2 separate regions of the Rattus norvegicus genome follow, and region 2 is linked to region 1. Evidence: chromatin contacts called from public Hi-C data. All regions are on one chromosome and are shown on one strand. Each heading gives the region's core, a stretch centred on a gene start, on an enhancer-like site or on the middle of the called end of the contact. The rest is flanking DNA. Distances are from core to core; before and after follow the strand shown.

The links. A called contact is a pair of places that touch in the nucleus more often than the background predicts.
Region 2: a contact with region 1 is called in a Hi-C map of the A7r5 cell line, with 3 times the contacts expected there. The contact joins two enhancer-like sites. A contact is called at or near these places in 12 of 12 Hi-C or Micro-C datasets (the A7r5 cell line, the Rat2 cell line, Schwann cells and 7 more) and 1 of 1 datasets of contacts at active chromatin or transcription factors (oligodendrocytes).

What each region holds. Positions count from the first base shown.
Region 1 is chr2:80,433,386-80,436,553 of GRCr8, forward strand. All of the region lies in intron 1 of Trio (trio Rho guanine nucleotide exchange factor), which reads right to left. Among named protein-coding and RNA genes, the nearest start is that of Trio, 97 kb to the right of the region's middle. Within about 2 kb of position 1,371, at least 76 of the 93 cell types and tissues checked have an H3K27ac peak or open chromatin away from gene starts, as enhancers often do. A contact at or near this core is called in the A7r5 cell line, hepatocytes and kidney, where this site is marked.
Region 2 is chr2:80,671,256-80,674,475 of GRCr8, forward strand. It overlaps a transcript of Dnah5 not described here. Among named protein-coding and RNA genes, the nearest start is that of Krt18l1, 32 kb to the left of the region's middle. Within about 2 kb of position 1,361, at least 23 of the 93 cell types and tissues checked have an H3K27ac peak or open chromatin away from gene starts, as enhancers often do. A contact at or near this core is called in the A7r5 cell line, hepatocytes and kidney, where this site is marked.

The sequences.
Region 1 (3,168 bases), core at 121-2,620:
CCGATTCCTCACCACAGTGGCATTCCATTTTCAACATCAACCAACAAAAAAAGGAAAAGCAGTCCTCCATCTTGCTCACTGGCAGAAGCAGAAGCACCATGGGATCTCTCCAGGCTGTGTGAGCACCTCCCCAGCTCATTAGCCGAGCAGCACTTTCCACACAGAGGTGTGCACAGAAATCTAAGGTGAACTAATCAACCGAGGTAAGAGTAAGTTTTTGGACCTAGAGAGGTGGCTCAGCGGTTAAGAGCACTGACTGCTCTGCCAGAGGTCCTGAGTTCAATTCCCAGCAACCACATGGTGGCTCACAACCATCTGTAATGAGACCTGATGCCCTCTTCTGGAGTGGCTGAAGACAGCTTCAGTGTTCTTGCATGCATAAAGTAAGTAGATATTTAAAAAAAAAAAAAAAAGCTAAAAAGGCTTTTTTGGTAATCCACAGGGCCTCTAGCAGATTTTAATCATTTTGAATTTCACCTAATTGTTTGCTGACTTTATTTCTTTTAGGAAAACATGGTTATCTAAAAGCCCAATTATCCCTCCGCAGACAGAGCTCCTCATAAGGTTGCCTGTATGCCTTGTCGGAATTGTCTGCCATGTCGCCCAGAAACTGCTCCCCAGCCATCCCACGGGTCTCATAGCCTGTCAGCTACCCCACCTTACATCTACTAAACTGAAAATTCGCCTGTGGGAAAGACTGAAGCAAAGCTTACAGAAGCACAGGTTATGCCACAAATAAGACTAATAAATAAGGCAGGATTCTAAAGCAACCACAGCAAAAATGTTAAACAGTAAGCTGGTAGCTTCTCTTACTGACGAGCCTCGGTGGTAATTACTGAATTTTACTCATTAGGTAATTGGCGGAGCTCCGGAACACAAAGGGCAGGGTGATAAAACTCCACATCTGCGCGGTGGCCCCGCCCTCGCACTGCTGGCAGAGAGGGTGACGTCACCCTGTCTGAGCCAGCCGCTCCGCTGCAGAGCCTGCAGGATACTGCTCTAGTGCAGGGAGGCAGTGTTAGCACAATGTGTGGGGGTGGGGGTGGGGTAGCCTCGCAAACCTCTAGATCAGAGTCACAGGAAGGAAGTGCTTTAATGAGTCGGACTCTTCTGTAAGTGTGTTTAATTATGTAAGAATGTTAGAGAACAAAGGTTACATTTTCCCCCTAATACTAATATGTTAAAAAAAAAAAAGCCAACACGATCAATTGATGTTTATGTCATTTTTATAAAAATATATGATCCCAGATTGGATACGAAAATGAATCATCCATGTCAGGAATGTGGATATGTTCACAAACTAGCACATGAACAGTACACGACAAAACGGGTCCTAATCTTTAGTAATAACCACTACTGCTTTACTAACCACCTGATTGGCTGGCTCATCCTGTCTCGGGAGTGACAGCCCACAATAGCCGAAGAAGAGCATGGGCTGTACTCACTCGAGGGAACACCAACGGAGAGCTCTGGCTCTTAATTTCTTACACAAAATACACAGGACAAGCTGAACTGCCCAAAGGATGGAAGGCTGGTTAGAGTATTACACAAGCCTTAAAATAAAGGAAGAAATCTGTAGACTTTATTGATGTTTTGACGAGGCATTAATGGTTCCCTGGAAGTTAATTCATAGCATATAATAGGCCAGTTGTCCAAAAAGGCATTATAAAAGGGGTTCCAACTTCCTCTAGTCTCACAAATGAGAAAGGAAACAGGTCCAAGAGCACCTTTAATCTTCTGATCCCCAGACGGACATGGAGGCATACAGAGAAACTGTATTTCTCTAAGTAATGCAAAATAAGACACCTGCCCCCTCTGTCTCTCTGTGCTTCTATCTGTCTGCCTGTCTGTCTCTGTCTGTCTCTCTGTGTGTGCATGTGTGCTACAAAGCCAGACAGTAGATGCCACCCTAATTACATATGTGTATTTCACTCATGCACACATGCACACACATGGTTCTGCAAAGCCAACCTGATCCAAAGACTGCTTTGCAGAAGAGTCCAGGGAATTGAACCAGAGTGACAAAACCTGATCCCTGAGTTATGTGAATGGATTCCAGCCCAGCCAAGATTGATTGCTAAAAGAAATCCTGGTCCATTATTACATCAAGCATTTCATTCATTTAAATAGCCATGCCTGGCTTCCCTTGCCTTCCACCGTCCCATCTTCCTGGTCAGTGTTCCCGCAGGTGGCCTTGCTGTGTCTACAGCCTCCTAATCACTGGTCAATAGTCCTTCTGACCCCACCACTCAAACTTGGCTTCTAGCTCACGTCTCCTTCTACTGCTTTCTCCCTAACCGTTTTCCATGATGCCCTTCTGTGGCTTCCTGATGCCTTCACATAAGACATAAGCTCCCTGACATGACATAATCCTTCAGATGTGATGTCACTTGCCAATACTAATTCTCTCCCCAGGCAAAAATAAAAGAACCCCAACCACATGTTCAACTCCTGGCCCTTTGAACTCCTATGCACACCACTAGAACCCCACTCCCATCATTCCTGTTCCTGGGGCACAGTGCACACACCAGGAACCCTGCTGCTGGATTCATAACCCACTCAGCTCCCATAGCACCCAGGCCTTCGTCACAACATGGGAATGACCTAATACTGGTCACAGGGTCACTACGCATTGTATCCCACTGTGTGGGATAAAAAAGAAAAACCCCAAGCCGTCACTGAGCCTAGGTAAACAACACCTGAAGCTGGCAGATTTCAATGCCAGTCTACAAATGGGGTCCCCAAAAATCACAGAATTAACCATACTCTGAAGCTCACAATGGCCAGGCAGTTAAGGCGACTCATTCTCTTGTTGTCTGATATACTTAATGACTAGTACATAACACTGTGTTTACAATTCCTTCATATTTTAAGATAGGAAAAGGTTTTACTTTGAGGTTTTTACAATGTAATTAAAACATTATCTTCTGCCCTAATCACTATTACCTCTGATGAAGAAAGGAAGGGTAGACCATGACAAGGGAGAAAGAAGATTTAGGAGCAGGCTCATTTCAGTACCGCAAAGGGGGCGCCAGGGCTACAGGGAAGCGGGGACTGTGCAGGCATCAGAGGCCTGCTTCTCTGCAGTTAGCAGGGTTCACCCAAGAAACAGTTGGAAGGAAATGCTTTAGTCATGAGACTTTGTAACCAGTCTGGGCTTGAGGGAAT
Region 2 (3,220 bases), core at 111-2,610, 240 kb after region 1:
TCTTCTTCTTCTTCTTCTTCTTCTTCTTCTTCTTCTTCTTCTTCTTCTTCTTCTTCTTCTTCTTCTTCTTCTTCTTCTTCTTCTTCTTCTTTTCTTCTTCTTCTTCTTCTTCTTCTTCTTCTTCTTCTTCTTCTTCTTCTTCTTCTTCTTCTTCTTCTTCTCCTTCTCCTTCTCCTTCTCCTTCTCCTTCTCCTTCTCCTTCTCCTTCTCCTTCTCCTTCTCCTTCTTCTTCTTCTTCTTCTTCTTCTTCTTCTTCTTCTTCTTCTTCTTCTTCTTCAATATTTATTTACTTTATGTATGTGAGTACACTGTTGCTGTCTTCAGACACACCAGAAAAGGGCATCTGATCCCATTACAGATGGTTGTGAGCCACTGTGTGGTTGCTGGGCGTTGAACTCAGGACCTCTGGAAGAGCAGTCAGCATTCTTAATCGCTGAGCCTCTCACCAGCCCTTGGACTACATCTTAAAAAACAAAGCAAATAATCAGACTGTCCCTTCTAGAAACTTACATGGCATGTGAGTATCCTGTGGTAAACATGCGATGGGTCACATCTTCGCAAATACTGTCTGCAATTCTTTGTCTCCCGGCTACGCAAGCAGCTCCTAGTTTACATAAGTAGTAGGTGGGAAATGTTTGCAGGTCAGTGTGAAGAACATGGAGGGAGAAACAAAAGCAGGACTCAGTTGCTTTGTTACCCACGCTGCACCATGAAGGGCTCAGTTTCGTTGCTTTTGTGGCTGCACAGCATCATTCCCTCCATGCTGCTCAGTGTTAGCATTGACCCTAAGCCGAGGTTGACAGGGACAAGATTTTGGCAGCCCAGTATCATCAATACTGCAGAAGGTGTGTTTCTGTGGTTACAGACACCGAAGTAAAAATATAATGCACACAGTGTCGTGTTGCTGAAAACTGATCTCATAGAACTTAACCTTCCCCAAGGAGGGCAGCAGTACTCTTGTCTCCCTCATATCTGGGTAATGGAATTCTTGAAGCCGGCCTCAGAGAGAAGATCCTGCAAACATGGCTATTTTGAAGAAGCGCATCTTGGCTGCTTTCAGCCTCCAGGCGGAAGCTCACCTGTTACATTTTCCCATTTTGTCATGCTTAGCTCTTGCCTGGCTCCGGGCCACCAACGGAGTATATTTAGACCTCTATGCTGTTTGCATTTGGCCTTCAACAAACAGGTAAAAAAAAAAAAAAAAAAAAAGGAGTGGAAGAACTCTAGGTTACTTTATTTAGGAATACAATCCGGCGGCTGAACTTGAGCGTAAATCATCTGCCGAGGCTATTTTTATCTCCAGGATTGCTTCACCTCCAGGGAACCAGCCGGGAGAGCTCCTGTGGCCCCTTTTGTCTGCTCCAACCAGGGCAGGCCCGTCCTCCAGCCCCGCCCCACCTGTGCTGTGAAGGGCACAGAGTTGACTGAGCGCTTGTTTTCTTTTGCTTTCACTTCTCTCTAGAGAAAATACTTAGAAAGTGAGGGTGGAACAGGGAAGGTATTAACTACACTTGAGCACTTCGGTTCAATTTAGCAAACACTTGTTAAGTGCCTACTGTGTTTAAGGTACAACAGGCTCACTCTGGAGAAGAGTGCTTCTCTCCTTCATTTTCTTTCCCCCCTCCCTTCTGTTTTAGTAATTTCTCCATTCCTTTCTCCCTTTCTCTTTTTCTCCCCTCCCTTCCTCCTTCCCTCCCTCCTTTCCCTTCCTTCCCTCCTTTCCCTCCTTTCCCTTCCTTCCCTTCTTTCCCTTCCCTCCCCTCCCTTCAACTCCTTTCCCCTCCCTTCCCCTCCCTTCCCCTCCCTCCACCTCTCTCCTCTCCCTTCCCTCCCCTCCACCTCCCTCCTCTCCCTTCCTCTTCTTCTCCTCCCTTCCCCTCCCTCCACCTCCCTTCCCCTCCCTCCTCCACTCTGTCCTCCTTTCCTTCTCCTTTTGCTTTTGTCATCTTATTTTTCCTCTTTCCCGTTCTCTCTCCTTCCTTCATTTCATTGCCTCTCTTTCCTCTTTCCCTTCATACAGATTAAGTGCTTTCTCTGTGTGTGTGCAGGATTACTTTGCATTCACACATATTGGCTGGGATGGGTGGGGCGGGATGTCTTTCCTCTATCAGTCTCCATCTTATATTTTGTGACTGGGTTTCTCAAGGAACCAGTGGCTCAGTGATGGTTCACGTAGGCAGGCTGGGCTGAGAGCCTCTAGGCTCTTGCTGTCTCTTCCTGCTGCTGGATTTGGGTTTATAGGTGTGAGCCTCTGCACTTCAGTTTTCCACTGGTACCGGGGGTCTGAATTCTCGTCCCTAGCTTGCACAGCCAGCACTTTCCCCACTGACACATGTCTGCAGCCTACACGTGTTCTTATAAGCCCTTTCCTTAAATTTCCTTCATGGCTCTGGCACTCCTCGTGCTCACTAGGAAATTAGTGACATTTTACTTCATTTTCCTTTCAAATAAATAAGGAGCAGTTATGGACCCACTTGCTGTTTGTGACTGACTTACAGTGAGACAGTCTTCAGGAGGTGGGGTTTGAATGGTGTGGTACTTGTCACACCCTGTGTGAGGCATCTGTGCAGAGTTAATATTCTACATTGGCTTAACAGTGAAAGCTGGAGCTGAGAGCTACCCCAGCCTGGTAACAGTGTTGTGATGAAATTCTCACAGGGCAGCATCTCTGCCCTGAGGTCAGACATGAAGGCTCAGCTCTTTTGAAGCAGCTTCCAGGCAGGGCCAATAGGGTGAGACTCTGGAACGTGTGCCGAGTCTTCTGATAGCATCTACCACAGGGTATGGTCCTGGGCTTTTGGAACAAAATGAAAATTTTTCCTCTTGGAAACATGTGGGCTTAGTGGGTCATTTCTGAACATCCTGTTATGGACTGGGATGCATTGATGATATAGGGTATCCCACTGTCTGTTCACTTACAAATACAAAACAAGGCCTACCTCTGAGAAAGAAACTATTCTTGACTGGATAGTCTTCTCCCAGAGGGCCAACTAGGAACTGCACAGGGACTAGTGATCACCACAGGACAGACAGCGGCCTTTGTGTGCTAGGCTTACAGTGGTGAGGATAGCTCTGAGGACAGGGCCAGCAGTGGATCAGAGGCAGAGGGCAGAGCAGTCCAGCCAGAAGACATGGCCCCATGAGGAGCTGAGGCACAGAGGAGACAAGAGGAGGGTCCTCTGGAGGGAGGCAGCAGGGGAAGCTGCAGCAGTGGCTAAGG